5 separate regions of the Anser cygnoides genome follow, and regions 1, 2, 3 and 5 are each linked to region 4. A link is a contact called in public Hi-C data. All regions are on one chromosome and are shown on one strand. The core of a region is the stretch at or near the end of the contact, and the rest is flanking DNA. Distances in the headings are between cores, read along the strand shown.

Evidence for each region. A called contact is a pair of places that touch in the nucleus more often than the background predicts.
Region 1: a Hi-C map of liver shows a contact between it and region 4, with 2.5 times the contacts expected there. The contact joins the enhancer-like site here to the promoter of SARDH in region 4. A contact is called at or near these places in 2 of 7 Hi-C or Micro-C datasets (both in liver).
Region 2: a Hi-C map of liver shows a contact between it and region 4, with 6 times the contacts expected there. The contact joins the promoter of CACFD1 here to the promoter of SARDH in region 4. A contact is called at or near these places in 5 of 7 Hi-C or Micro-C datasets (fetal liver, granulosa cells and liver).
Region 3: a Hi-C map of liver shows a contact between it and region 4, with 4 times the contacts expected there. The contact joins the promoter of REXO4 here to the promoter of SARDH in region 4. A contact is called at or near these places in 4 of 7 Hi-C or Micro-C datasets (granulosa cells and liver).
Region 5: a Hi-C map of liver shows a contact between it and region 4, with 2.5 times the contacts expected there. The contact joins the promoter of VAV2 here to the promoter of SARDH in region 4. A contact is called at or near these places in 2 of 7 Hi-C or Micro-C datasets (both in liver).

What each region holds. Positions count from the first base shown.
Region 1 is chr20:4,043,704-4,046,403 of Taihu_goose_T2T_genome, reverse strand. No RefSeq gene overlaps it. Among named protein-coding and RNA genes, the nearest start is that of RXRA, 34 kb to the right of the region's middle. Within about 2 kb of position 1,338, at least 2 of the 3 cell types and tissues checked have open chromatin away from gene starts, as enhancers often do. A contact at or near this core is called in liver, where this site is marked.
Region 2 is chr20:4,440,760-4,443,459 of Taihu_goose_T2T_genome, reverse strand. CACFD1 (calcium channel flower domain containing 1) reads left to right here and starts at 1,254. Exons shown (of 5, transcript XM_066980695.1): 1 at 1,254-1,668. The coding sequence starts at 1,545.
Region 3 is chr20:4,463,617-4,466,316 of Taihu_goose_T2T_genome, reverse strand. It overlaps REXO4 (REX4 homolog, 3'-5' exonuclease), which reads right to left and starts at 1,379. Exons shown (of 8, transcript XM_013193976.3): 1 at 1,079-1,379; 2 at 351-805; 3 at 1-60. The coding sequence starts at 1,264. ADAMTS13 (ADAM metallopeptidase with thrombospondin type 1 motif 13) reads left to right here and starts at 1,526. Exons shown (of 29, transcript XM_066980650.1): 1 at 1,526-2,182; 2 at 2,503-2,569. The coding sequence starts at 2,108.
Region 4 is chr20:4,297,217-4,299,916 of Taihu_goose_T2T_genome, reverse strand. SARDH (sarcosine dehydrogenase) reads right to left here and starts at 1,437. Exons shown (of 21, transcript XM_066981003.1): 1 at 1,207-1,437; 2 at 1,020-1,128; 3 at 4-325. The coding sequence starts at 319.
Region 5 is chr20:4,167,344-4,170,043 of Taihu_goose_T2T_genome, reverse strand. It overlaps VAV2 (vav guanine nucleotide exchange factor 2), which reads right to left and starts at 1,450. Exons shown (of 27, transcript XM_066981004.1): 1 at 778-1,450. The coding sequence starts at 981.

The DNA.
Region 1 (2,700 bases), core at 89-2,588, 250 kb after region 4:
CCCGGCAGTGCCGGCCAGCATAAAGGGAGCGGTGTGAGGGGATGCCACGCAGCTGAATTTCAGCTTGATGCAAAGTCCGAACCGCAGCGTTGGAGCCCATCGCTTTGCCTCCTCCTAACGCGGTGCCACCAGCTTTACTGCAAACACGGAGGGACAGCCACTTTTTATGTACAAAAAAAAGTCACTGGCTGCTTATTTTATTTATTGAGGAGACAGATAATTGACAGGTGGCTGTCTAGAAGAGATGAAGCCCTCCAGCAAAACACTGCGGCTCCAGCAAGGATGCGAACGACAGAGAAATGGCTCCAGAGGTGATAGACTTGTTACTTTTAACACTGCCAGATATATAAGAGAACAGGGTTGAATCGCAGTTCAGAACAATCATACCTAACTGCTGAACTAAATAAAACTGATGATTTCATACCCGTGTCTACAGCAGCCTTAGACTGAGCTTGAATTAATGAGCGTGTTGTTGCCTCCCGCAGGGTTCTGTACGCCCAAGGACTTCAGGTTCTGATTTTAGGGCTTCAATGCATCGCCCAGAAGGAAGCCAGGGATCAGGAATGGGCGTAGGTGGGTCAAAATTGTTCTGCCCTCTGAGCCTGAGCAGCTTAGGGTGATATTTGCCCCCCAGCAAAATAAACTTTGCCAGGGGGCAAGCAGGGAACAGGACAGCTTTACTGGGACTTCTGGGCTGGGCTGGCTGGGTCCCTTGGTACCCCACAGGTTGCAAATATCCGTCTTTCCTTGCTTTTCTACTTTCGTTTTGGTAATTTTTTTTTCTTTTTCTTTTTTTTTTCTTTTGTTTTTCTTTATTATTATTATTTTTTGTTTTGTACTGGCCTGCCTGGGACTTTGAAGCCTACAAATCTCTTCATGGCCTGGACCTCGTGCCTCTCAATGGATCCGTGCCTATTTTGAGGATATACAGCATTATCTGCTGCTGACTACTCTAAACAAAAACAGAAGCTTAAACATTAACCCCTGCACATCACACCACCCCAACATATTGCTGCCTGAGAACTGACTTCTCATAGGACAGATTTCGCTGTGTTTCTTAATCAATGGAGAACTTTTTTTTTTTATAATTTTTTTTTTACTGTTTACTAGAGTTTTCTCCCCCGCAGGGCAGAGCAACGTTTATGATGTAAAATCACAGGGGCTCTCTCCCCGCAGTGCTGCACGCGGCGGTGATTCAGGGCCGTGCCGGGACCAAGCGGAGCCTGTTAGCCGGATCCCTGCGCTCTCCCACCTCCGCCCGGCTCCGCAGCAAATCAAAGTGCAACAAATGGCCCTGCTTCATTCCTTCGAGGAGCCCTGGGCCTTGTACGTTATCTCGAGGGCAGGGTATATGCTACAATAAAAGGAGGCTTTATTGCCAACTGCAACGGAGCGAAGGATTCAACCGCGTATCGCCTTGTGGGTTCGTCGTAAACTCCCTTTTATGGCCCTTCCAGTTTATGGCTAATGGAGATTTACAGTGGGCAGAAGGGGCCGTGTGCGCTAATTAATGCGGTTATTAGCCTGGGAGGGTTCGGCGCAGGGAGCAGCGCTGCCGCCAGCCTTGCTGCTCGCCCTTCGCCACCCGGCCCTGCCAGGGAAGAGGGCGGCGGGCGCTTGGCTGACCCGTGGCTGGCCGGGTGCCGCGGGGCCAAAGTCCTGCCCTGCTCGCTGGGACCCGCGGTGGGACAAGGCAGCTCGCTGCAGGGCGGCTTCATCCACCGAGGGAGCTAAGGGAGGTCGTGTCTGCTCCAGCTGTGTGCATCCCCAAAGCCACCAACGTTTTCTTCAAGTGGGAGGGAGGTGGAAGGGAAGGGGAAGGAGGTGGGTGAGTTTCAACCGTGATTTTCCAAGCAGAAATCAGCAGCCTTCCCCGCGCTCCCCATCTAGAGGAACCCATTTTGGCGTGCTCAGCCTGCAGCCACAAGGCCAGGCAGGAGAGGCACACACAGAGCAGTAGGTATGGCAGTGGGGCTGTGCCAAAAATACCCCATCCCTCCTGCTCGGGTGCTTTCTGCTGAGCTGAGGCCGTTCGTTAAAAGTCATCGCTGCTCGGCATCCGTCTCCAGACCCTGGACTACTCCCGAGCCCAGCTCCAGGCCTCGCACCCCTGCAGACGCTGGATGTGGCCCTGTTAATATCAGCCTGGTTCCCATCACACGCCGCCCTGCTGGAACACAACCTCAAACGAGGCAGATTTCGTGTGGCTGCAGCTTTTCGCTACGAACGTTTCATGCCGCCCTGCTTGGCAATTAAAAGGCGAGGAGCCGGGGTGAGAACAGTCCTGCTAATGATTTGCAGTCAGCTCCTTTGAGCCAAGTTGTCTTTGCAAAGCCAAAATTATATCGTATCGTTCTCCAGAAGCTACCACAGAAGTTAAATATTAAGTGGCTTAAGTTGCTGGAAACTTCCGTGGCTCCGACTGATCACAGGTCAAGGATATCGTCACCGGGACCGTCCTTGATCACAAGCAATAGCCAAGCCCATGGAGAGACTAACAGCAAAGCAGGACCATAAATCCAGCCCATAATCTCCAGGCTGGCCCAGTCCAGGCTTCACAGAAGCAGTGGAGAAGCTGCCAGAGGTGCCCATAAATCCGGGGGGGGACTTTTGGGGATGATGCTGGAGAGCCACCCCTTGGTTTTCAGCGCCTCACCCAGCCACGCAGGCAGTGCCTGCCCTGCCCCAGCGCGGGCAGGA
Region 2 (2,700 bases), core at 5-2,504, 140 kb before region 4:
CAGCTGAATTCTCTGACATCTTTTTGCAACCACAAAATCTTATTTTCTTCAGTCTTCTTAGTAATGGTTTTTGCTGGTTCCGCCTGGATTTTTTTGCTTGCCAGCCTCCAGATTTACGTTCCGTTCCTGGAAGAGCTAGAAAGTAGATTCTTGAAGCAAGATCCTTGAGGAACTGAATATATCAGCTGTCCCACTGCAGTGCGTGGGTGATACAGGCACTGGGCCTTCATTTCCTGTCTAACAGGAGACGTAACAGTAATGAAAAAAAAAAATCCTTTTCTTAATTCTTTTTTGTAACCTTTTAGCAGATGGGATCTGTCTTCCCACTCAGCTCTGGATCCCAAGTCTCACTGCTATTTTTTGTTCCAGATCAGCTATGCGGAGTCTCTGGTCTGCAGAGATGGGCTCTGATTACTGACCGTATGCTCTATGTTCATTTGCGAAATGTGCAGCTGCTGCCTTTATAATTTAAAAGAATTAAGGGTGTTTCAGTGTACCAGTTGTTCGGATACCAGCAGGTTGCCAACTGGGACATCTCTGATATGAGAAGTCCTGCTTCAACTCCCCTTTTCTAAAAACCTGATTCCATTCAGATTAAGGGGAGTGGTTTGCTTTTTCTTGAGGGCACAATTTTTGTAACAATTTTCACATTCAACTCTCATCCATTCAAAAATTAATTTCTCATTCCTCTTAGCATACACAGGGATAACAGCAGGTAGTGGTTAGGGGAAGCAGGACCCAGGGCTCCTGCTCTACTTCTGACTTTACTGCGTAACATTAGACAAATCGCTTCACCTTCTGCTGAAGCAAAAGCTCAGTCCTCAGAGAGGTAAAGGGAGTGAAGACAGAGGTAAGAGCAGAGTGCAGCCTGCTGTGTGCTTGCGTTGTTGGTACAACTGAGGCACGGGGGCTATGGATATAGATGGCTTTAAGAACTGAGGCACCCACAACGCCTCCCCCTGCGATTTGAGGCAAGAAGCTGTGTTATCAGCCTGGCCAAAACTTCCGAATGTTGAGGTTTGTGCGTCCAGAGCTGAGCTGGGAGGAGAGGCTGGGGCTCAGTCCCAGTCCCCGTGAGATGACGGGTGCCTTTCGGGGCAGACGCGTGCCCTCGCCCCGAGCGGAGCCAACCGCCCTGTGCACCCTAGGGCCCGCCATGGGCTGCATGCCTCCCCGCCTGCTGCTGTCCATGAATATGCACACATGGCTCTGCCCACTGGCTTTTTAATGAGCGTGACATCAAAGCCCTCCCTGCTGGAGGAGGGGACCCACAATGCAATAGGCAGGGAGACGTGGAGGCTGCTCCCCCCCGGCCGCTGGCATCGCTGCTGCAGGCAGAGCCCCTCCATTGTCAGCCCTGGGGGGCCCGGCCGTGCATGGGGGTGCGGGGAGAGGCCCACCGGCAGCAGGGCTGGGTTTAGGGGCTGTCTCCTGGCCTTGCTGGAGAGGGGGGGGGGAGTGTCACCTGGAGGGGCATCCCGCACTGCTGGGGCTCAGGTGGGGAGCGGGGAGCTGCCCCCTGACCCCCCGGGAGCAGGGGGGCCATGAGTTCTCAGGATGACCAGTTCCAAGCAGCAGCCCCTGAGCCAGCGGCTCCCTCCGCCGATGATGGCATGACCTGGTGGTACAGGTGGCTCTGCAGGATTGCCGGGGTCATCGGGGGCGTGTGTAAGTATCCCCTCCCTCGCAGCCAAGGGTTCCCCATCGGCTCTGCTCGTGCATGCAAAAGCGTGTGGCAGGGGTCGTGCCTGCCCGTCCCTGGGTCGTGTTTGTGTACGGGGAGGCGGGCCGCGGAACAATAGTTTGGGGTTGCAGGTTTGTGTCTCTTCTACGTGTGTAGTTGGCTGCGTTTTGGGCAGGAGGAAGAGCCACGATGAGCCCGAAGCGGGGTGATTTTAGCTTGCACGTGAGAGGTGTGCTGCGTGGTTGCTGAACTCGCTGAACTTTGGCACCTGGGAGAAGGGATGTCTCGGGGGGGATCTGCAAATCCTCGAGTTTCTTCTTGGATGAAGCTCATCTCCCGTCTCTGGGAGTGGTGGGAGCAGCAGCCAAGCCCCCGGTCCTGCAGGAGGGCCGTGGGCAGATAAACTAGACAATGGTTTTATTGCGAGCACCAGGACGCTCAGCGGGGTCAGGTGCAGGGTGTGAACAGGGGCCCTGGGGTTTGATTCTTCCATCCTATCTGACCGTCAGGTGTTTGTGTTCCTGCAACTTTCCTGTTCTGAACATCAGAGCATGTTTCCTTTCTTACTCCTGCCGTTTATCACGGAGGGCCTGGCTGTGTTTTTTGAAGGCGAATAACGACCTTGGTTAGTGTTGTGTGTTTTTTAAAGGGTTTAGTCTTGGACGCGCAGAAGATGGGAGACAGCGTACAGCGAAGTGAGTTGGCTGCGCTGTGAATTACCTGCTGCCGAAAAAAATTTTCCCAGGGAAAGAGTCTTTGCACCTTTGCCAGAAATCAGCTTGTCCCGTAGTGCTGTTTTGCTACATTCTGTGGGGAGATTAATAGCTCTTAAAAGCAGGAGGGACTGTTATGACCGCTTAGTCTGATCTCCTGCAGAGCACAGGATGGAGAATTCCTTCTGCTTCAGGTCCACGACTTCTAGTAAAACAAGAGTGTTTCTCAGCCAGCACAGTCAGCCCTGATTTATTCCCTCTGCTGTAGTGTTTCGTCTGAACCCTCTCTCTTCCTGCCCCCTT
Region 3 (2,700 bases), core at 130-2,629, 170 kb before region 4:
TCAGGTCCTATTGCTGCTTCAATATCTTTTGGATCAACATCATCAAACCAGATGTCAGCCCTGGTAAGTACAAATTTAATTACATTAAATAGTTTTAAAGTGGTTTTCCATCTTTATAGTGTAGGAAAAGCAGATTTATTTTTAAATCAAGAAATCAGCTCTGAAAAGTAGTCTAGTACTGTCATCTATGCAAGTTTGTTGCCTTATCCGAGGAGGGGCACTGTTCATCTTACTTCTCCCAAAATATAGTCTGGAAGAGTGCAGCTATTTCAAATGTAATACCCTGTACTCCTTACATACACCTCCTAAAATAAACATTCAAATACATGCATGATGCCTGAAGTACTCACTCTTTGGGCTGCTGCTCCACAGCTTCAGCTTTCCTCTTCTTATGTTTTACATCACCCTTCTCCTTTTCAATATTGCCATTCTTCCTTTTTTCCTTGCAGCTTTTTCCATTGCTTTTGGTGCCGTTTAAATTCTTGTCCGTTGCAACCTTCTTGGATTTTGGCTTAGCCAAAGGAGGATTGTCTTTCGCAGAACTGTTGTCCGTTTTATTTGTGGATTTGGGCTTTAAATTCTTGTCCGCTGCAACCGCCTTGGATTTTTTCTTATCCAAAGGAGGACCGTCTTTAGCAGGACCATCTTCCTTTTTGTTTGCGGATTTGGGCTTTGCCACGTTCTCATTCCCTTTGCTAACTGGAACTTGTTGGCTGGTCCCCTCTTTGAGCGGATGCTTCTTTTTGGTGTGTGTTTGACATGCAGAGTGGGACTCATCCGAGTTATTTGCCTTTTGTTTCAGTAGCTAAAATGACCAAAAGAAAAAAAAAAAAGAAAAAAAGATTATCTCCCTTCAATTCTACCCTGCTGTCATTTGTTAGAGTACTCCACACAATACCTCAGCGTGAAGCTGACCAGGGCTCTCTTATCTGGCTGAAGGGGCATTACTGCAACGGCATCTCCCAGACCCCTGCGCGTTATTTTAACACGAAACCATGTTTTTTAATTACTATACGCGGTGTGGAACTGTACTAGCAAGGAAAACGACAGCATCCCTGGCCTGGCGGCTCGCCCTCACCTCCTGCAGCGCCTTCCAGTTGGCGGAGAACTCCTGGGGGCTGCGGGGCAGGGCCGTCGCCATCTTAGGGCCCTGCGGGGCGGCAGGCTCCGCGGGGCGCCGCCAGAATTTCTTCCTCTTGCCTTTCCCGCGGGCCCCGGGGCTCGGCCCCGCAGCCCCGGGCTCCGCGGGGCCCCGTTTTGCCATGTGGGGACGGGGAACGGGAATCGAAAGGGCCGCGGCCGCCGTTTCCTCAGCGCCTCGCAGCAGCGGCCCGCCGGGGAACGCAGCCCCGCGCTGCGGTTCCGGGCGCCGGGGCCGGGCCTGCGCTGGCGGCCCCTGGCGGCTGCGGGAGCGGCCGGCGCTGAGCCGCCCGTGGGGCGAGCCCTGAGGAGGGGGGAGTCTGGGGCTGGGGTTTGAATAAAGCTGGGGCTTCAATAAAGCTGGGGTTTCAATAAAGCTGGGGCTTTCACGAGGGTATTGTTTGTGTGCTTGGGGGGCAGGTCCCGCGGGCTGGCGGCACCCCGAGGGCTGACCCGAGGTCCTGCTTTAGACGCGGGTGGCAGACCCTGCTGTGTGTGCCCTGTGTGGCCGCCATCAGGGCCTGGCTCGTGGTTTCGAGGTGCTGCGTCTTGCCATGCCTCACGGTCTGTCCAAGTCCACCTGTGAGGCTCCAGCATGGTCGAGGTGCAGGGAGCAGCAATGCACAGGTTGAACAAATTGGAGCCCAGTTCCGCCCCCCCACCCTGCAAATTGTGCCTTGTTTATTTGGCTGCTAAAACTGGCCCAAAGCTCCTCTTATGGCTGTGCTCTTTGGCTGTAATAAAGCTGCAAACGTTGCGCAAAAGCTCTGCCCCTACAGCTGTTCCTGTAAAACCTCCTGCAGCAGTTCAATTCCCCCTCGACTGTCCCTCTCTGCAGAAGATCAACTCTCCTGTTTGTTTAAACTGTGTATTCTTCACTTCCGTTCCACGTGATGCCTCGGGCTAAACATTTTAATCACCCTTGGGCCAGAGTTTACTCTGCAGCACTGGTTGCAATTCTTCCAGCATGATCATCAGCTTGATGATCCGAGCTCTCATGATGTTCCCTCTGGGATTTTGTTGGCCATCCATTCTCCAAGAGGTAAGTTTGACCTCCAGAAAATGCAGTTTCCAGGAAGCCTTTTTTATTTCTAGGAAAAAAAAAAAAAAAAGGAGAGAAAACACAATGTGTTCTAAGCCAAAATGTATCAAACCTCACTAATCAAGAAGATAAAGTTATTTCCTCTGGGTGGCCATTGTGCAGCATATGCTCAGTGCAAAATAAAACCATTAGAACTTGGCATCGATACTTGTTGAATTGTTTGCTGATGTTCCTTCTAGGTTAGGTTCAGTTAAATAATAGTCTTGTATCCATTTGTTTTTCTTTAAAAAAATAAAGTAAAGCCATTCTTCTTCTTGCAGAAATTTCTCAGAGCTTTGGATCCGGAAGATATTTTCTCTTATTTTGGAACCAGCTCAGTGTCTGATGGTATGCAGAGCTCCTTCCTTCTTGATGTTGGAACACATTTGTCAGTTTATTTCTAATCCCGTACATTTGATAATGCTAAGAACGCTTATTAACTAACTCTGTTCTGACAAGCATTTAGCATTTCTGAGTTG
Region 4 (2,700 bases), core at 188-2,687:
CACCGGCCGTGTGCCAGGTGGTGCCCGACGTCAGGCGGTCCCTCTCCAGCAGGACCACGCTGGTGACCCCCAGCTTGGCCAGGTGGTAGGTGGTCTGGCAGCCCAGGCTGCCCCCCCCGACCACCACCACCTCGGCCGAGGGCGGTAGGGGCCGGCTGGGCCCCGTGCTCCTGGCGCCTTCCTCCTTCAGCGTCTTCTGGTAGGGGACGTTCTTCTCCGCCGGGGGTCCCGCGGCGCTGCTGAAGGGCCGGGGGCTTCTCCAGGGGGCTGGCAGGCGGCGGGGGGCTGCCGCCCGCAAGGCGCAGCTGATGTAGGACATGTCGACCTGCGGAGCCCCCAGACGCCTCGCCAGGGTGGGCAGCGGAGCCCCCGCTGGATGGGCACCGGTGGTGGCATCGTGGTGCCACGAAATGGATTGAGTGGCACCTGGGGGGGGCCTAGGGCACGGCTTTGAGCTGGGCTCTGTGGACCCCCCACCTGCAGGAATCGCACCCCAACGGGAGCCGGTGCGGCTCCCAAACACCCTGCGGGGGGGCCCAGCTTAAAAAAAGAAAAAAAAAAAAGGAGCTTGGAAATGCACAGGTCACGGCAGCTCCTGCCCAGCCCACAGAAACCACCCCCTTTTTAATGTCTGTTTGCGTATTCAGGAGGCACGACAAAGGAGCAGGGGTTGCTCTGTATCAGGAGAGGGCAGTGCAATGGCTGCTGGCGGGGACGGGGTCGGGTAATGTCCTCCAGCCCCGTGCCTGGGATCCGGGGACGTGGCTCGGGGTTTGCTCTGGCTGCGTGGCTCTGGAGCAGCCGTGGCCCCGCAAACAGCAGGCTCTAATGGGGTGGCACTGCTCTTCCCACACGAGCTTTGTCCGGGGGCTGTTGCGGAGCTTCCTCCTGCAGGACCCCACTCGCTGCCACCCCGCAGCCCTAAAAAACTGGGAAATCCCACCCGGGATATCCCGCAGGAGTTCCTTGCCGGGAGGAAACCCACGCCGGGTTCCCCACCGCTCGCCGGCTCCACTCACCGGCGACGCTTGCTCCGGGTGGCGTTCCCTGCCGCGATGGCCGTGGGGCGCCTGCCTTCCTCCGATGCTTTCCTCCTCCTCCTCCTCCTCCTCCTCCTCTTCTGCACCGCTGCCATGAAAACATTAACCAGAGCCGGAGGCGAGCGGGGCCAGCTGAGCGCTTCCCCTGCCCCGGCCGAGCTCTTACCCGCTGTTGTTCCTCCGCCACTCGCCGACGAAGAAGAAAAAGTAAGGGGGAGTCGAGAAATTGGAAACGGGAGGAAATTCTCACTTTTCTCCCCAGATCAGCGCTCGGCAGAGAGCAAAGAGCCCGGCTGGGGCCAGGAGGGGCTCGCAGCCTGCAGGGCTCGCTCGGTGCCAGAAAGCAAACACAGCGAGCGCGGCGAACATCTGACCCTCCTGCCGGAGTTCCCAGCAGTCACACTGAAAGAGCAGAATTAAAACGCGTTTAAGCCAGAGCCGAGAGCCCAAAGCGAAGGTGGGAACACCAAAAAATTTCATCTGGAGGGGGGGAGGAAAATAAAACTTTTCATTTAGCTCTCACAGCCCCAAGGTTTATTGCGCCTCCTGCCCAGGACTCACCCCCAAAATTAGGGCCTGTTTGGGCAGGAGGCGCAGGCGGTGCAGGCTCCTCAAAGGCGGCTCCGAAGGGCTGGGTTCTGCTGTCTGGGTGAAGCAGGGGGCGGGTGGAGCCGTGGTTGGGTCAGGGGCTGGTGGATTTGGGGGCTGAGCGGCATCATGCACCCCACGGTCACTGCCTGGGGGCTGCGGTTCGGGGGGCTCGTGGAGGTTTGGGGGGCTCATGGAGGTTTGGGGGGGGCTTGTGGAGGTTTGGGGGGCTCATGGAGGTTTGGGGGGCTCATGGTGGTTTGGGGGGCTCATGGAGGTTTGGGGGGGCTTGTGGAGGTTTGGGGGGCTCATGGAGGTTTGGGGGGCTCGTGGTGGCTTGGGGGGCTCGTGGCATTTGGTGGCACCACCGCCCCGGGAGCCGCCCCCCGTTGTGTGCCGAATGCACGCCGTACGGGGACTGCATCCAAATCGTCCCAGTTCAGGAAGGGGTTGAATAGCAGCCGAGGGAGGGGGGGCGGGTTAGCTGATCCAGAATTAGCCCAACACAGTCTCGCCTTTTTTTTTAAAGACAAAACCAGTTTCTGTTTAAAGAGAGCCCCCGTCCCTCCAGCCTTCCCAGCCTGCTGATCGCTCAGAATAACCAAAGAGATGCGAACAAGTCGAAACTCCTGCCTGTGGGGGGGTGTTGCTGTCTGATGGGACAGAGCCGTCTCGGCAGCATGTCCCAACTACAAACACGGCCTTTGGGTTAGAAAAGACCCGGAACAAAGCAAGCTGTAGCATGTGTCGAGCAGCCCGAGAAGCTCACCGTGCTCAGGGGCCCTGATGGAGCTGCAGAGCCAGACCAAGGGAGGTTAGTTTTTTTGGTGGTCATTATAGCATAGAGGGGATGTAAAACGTTCAATCCTTTCCCCGTAATGGCTTAGATTAATTAGGAAATAAAGGGGCAGAGCAGTTTGCATATGCCAGCTGGAGCTTTCCAGGTCACGGAAGGCATTACGGCTGATGCACAAACGAACTGCCCAAGCGTGCTGCAAGGCCGCGGCGGATCAGAGAGTGCACGAAGCCACAAGGACATGCCATCACCGTCACCAGAGCTTGCACTGGCATG
Region 5 (2,700 bases), core at 201-2,700, 130 kb after region 4:
CCAGGCGGACAGAGCCCATTTGGCGTGCAAGCATCCTTCCACCAAAACGATCGGAGATGGAAACGCGTCCAGGGAGGGAACCCTAAAGCCTTAGGGTCACCCAACCCCAAAGCCACGGTGGTGGGGAGCGCTGAGCCCAGCCCCGCAGCACCCGGCCCCCCGGGCTCCGGGGTGGGCTCGCAGAGCACCTGGGGAGCGTTTTCCTCTTGTTTTTCATCTCCCTGGGCAAACTTTTGCCCTTCGGGCCAGCACCCTGCCAGGACAGCGCTCAGAGCACCGCTCCTGCAGCGCATCAAAGCCAAACTTAAGCCTCGAGAAAAGCTTGGCAGTAACCGCGCCGGCCTCATCTCGGCCGTGCTGGCTGCTTTTGTTTCGAGAGGGCTATAAACGTGGGGGTGTTATAAATTACTTATACATCACAGGGAAGGGGGGGGGGTGGGGGGGACGCTGCCTTCTTCCCCGGGGCGGTTTCTGCCCCCCCAGCCCCCTCTGTACAGCCACTGATGGCTTCCCAGCGCTGAGCCCCGGTGCTGGGGCTGAGCCTCGGGGTGGGGGGGGGGGGATACGGGGCTGGGAGCTAAAACACAGGGGTAGGGGGCGAAGGGCAGCCGGGGGGGGGGGCTGGAAAAAAAGCTCTCCCCCCCACACCCACCTACCCACTCCCGCACTCACTCGTACCACGAAGTTTTGCAAGAACACAAAGAGCCCTACGCGCACGCCGCCACCGCCACCCCCCCCCCCAAAAAAAATAAAAATAAAGAAAAATAATAATAATACCTGGGACATCTGGGGCCTGAAGTTGATGTCCTTGAGGTCGATGGAGCCGGGGGAGAGGTTGTGCAGCAGCTGGCACAGCAGCACCCCGTCCCGCAGCGCCTGCGCCAGGTCGAAGACCACCGCCGAGGGCCAGACCACCCGGTGGTTGGGGGGCAAAACTTTGCAGTCGATGAGCCAGCGGCCGCACTGCCGCCACTCCTCCATGGCCGCGGCCTTCCTCCTCCTCCTCCTCCTCCTCCTCCTCCTCCTCCTCCCTGCTCAGGGGCAGCGGGCGGCTGCCCGAGGGGCTGCTCCGCACCGCGCCGCCGCGCTACCGCCCCGCTCCATCGCCGCCCGCCGCCCGGGGAAGCATCGGCGGGGAGGAGGAGGAGGAGGAGGAGGAAGGGGAGGCGGGGGACGGCGCCGAGTTTTCCGGCGGAGGGCTGCCCCTGCCCCCGCTGCGGCCCCACCGCCGGGGCTAGGCGCGCCGCATCGGCCCGGGAACAAAGGGGCCGCCCCCGCGCAACTTCGTGTGTCCCCCCCCCGGCCCGGGGAAACTTGGTCCTGCTGCTGCTTTTGCTCCTGCTCCTCCTGAAGCTGCTGCTCCCGCTCCCGGTGCTGCTCCTGCTTTTGCTGCCGCTCCTGCCCCGGCCCCACCTGCGCTGCCGCTGGGGCCGCCCCCGCTGCCGCCGCGGGTGGGAATTTGCTGCCCCCCCCCCCCCCCCCCGGGCCGAAGCCCCCGCCCCGCCGGGAGGAGCTCCCGGCCCGCCCCCGCCGCCCCTTTGTCTGCGGGAGCGCTGCACGCCTCCTTTCCTTTTTTTTTTTTTTTTTTTATTTTCCCTTTTTGCACCCCCCCTCCCCGCTCCCTCCTCCCGGAGCTCCCCGCTCCCCGTCCTGCAGCGGCCCCCCCCCCCCCCAGCCGCCCCGCTGCTCCGCTCCCCCCGGCCCCCGTTCGCATTTGGGGTCCCCAAGACCCCCCCCCAGCACCCCCCGAGCAGCCGCTGCTTTGTCTGGCCGCGCGCTCCCCCTCCCCGGCTCGTGTTTGGGCTGCAAATACTGCAGGGGAGATGTTTAACCCAAACAAGCGGTCGCGTTCCTTGACTTTCAAACACGAAGACAACTCCTATAATTAATTACCAGCGTATTTATTGCAAACCTCAACGCTCGGCCATTAACTCCTTGGCAGCAAACTCCTGAAAATCTCTAATTTTCACTCGGTGGCTCCCATCCAAATCAGCGCACTTCAGAGCAGCCCCTTTTCAAATCTGGTCTGAGTTTTCTTCGGAGATCCTCTCCCAAGAGTTTGTCGATTAATTTTCGTCCTGGCTTTCCAGATAGCCAAAACCGGAAGCCGAGGCTGGGACGAAGGGAAGCTATTAACCTGGATGTCAAACAAATGCAACGCTAATCTCTTCCAAATGTAGCCAAGCGGAGATAAAGAAGAAAGAGCAACTCTGCTGGCATGACCCTTCACTTCCAGCATGGGAAGGAAGATTCCCTCTGAAGAATGAAAAACAATTGTTTGATATTCCAAGGACAGTTTGGCGAAGCTTTTTTATTTATTTATTTTTTTTAATATCACGGGAAGTGCTTCTTTTAGCCTGACGTGCTGGCGCTCGGTCTGCCCCTGGTCTGGCTGTGTGCGGTGCCTGGTACGCCTCTGGCAGGGCAGGATGAGTGCGCGTATAATCGGACCAGGAGCAGCATGCATATGCCCCGGCCTCGCAATCAGAGCTACGCCCTGCCCCGGGTATACTCGGGAGCATGCTGATCTCAGCCTGCAGTTCCCCGTACCCTGCGGAGGAGATTTCTCACCATAACTTTCTCATTCCTGAAGTTCACCGTTCAGCCTCTCTGCCTGGCCTCCCGCTAGGGCTCCAGCAGCACCCACCGGGCAGGAATCACGAGGCCATTGAAAGGCGTGGAGCCCTGCCAGGGATAATT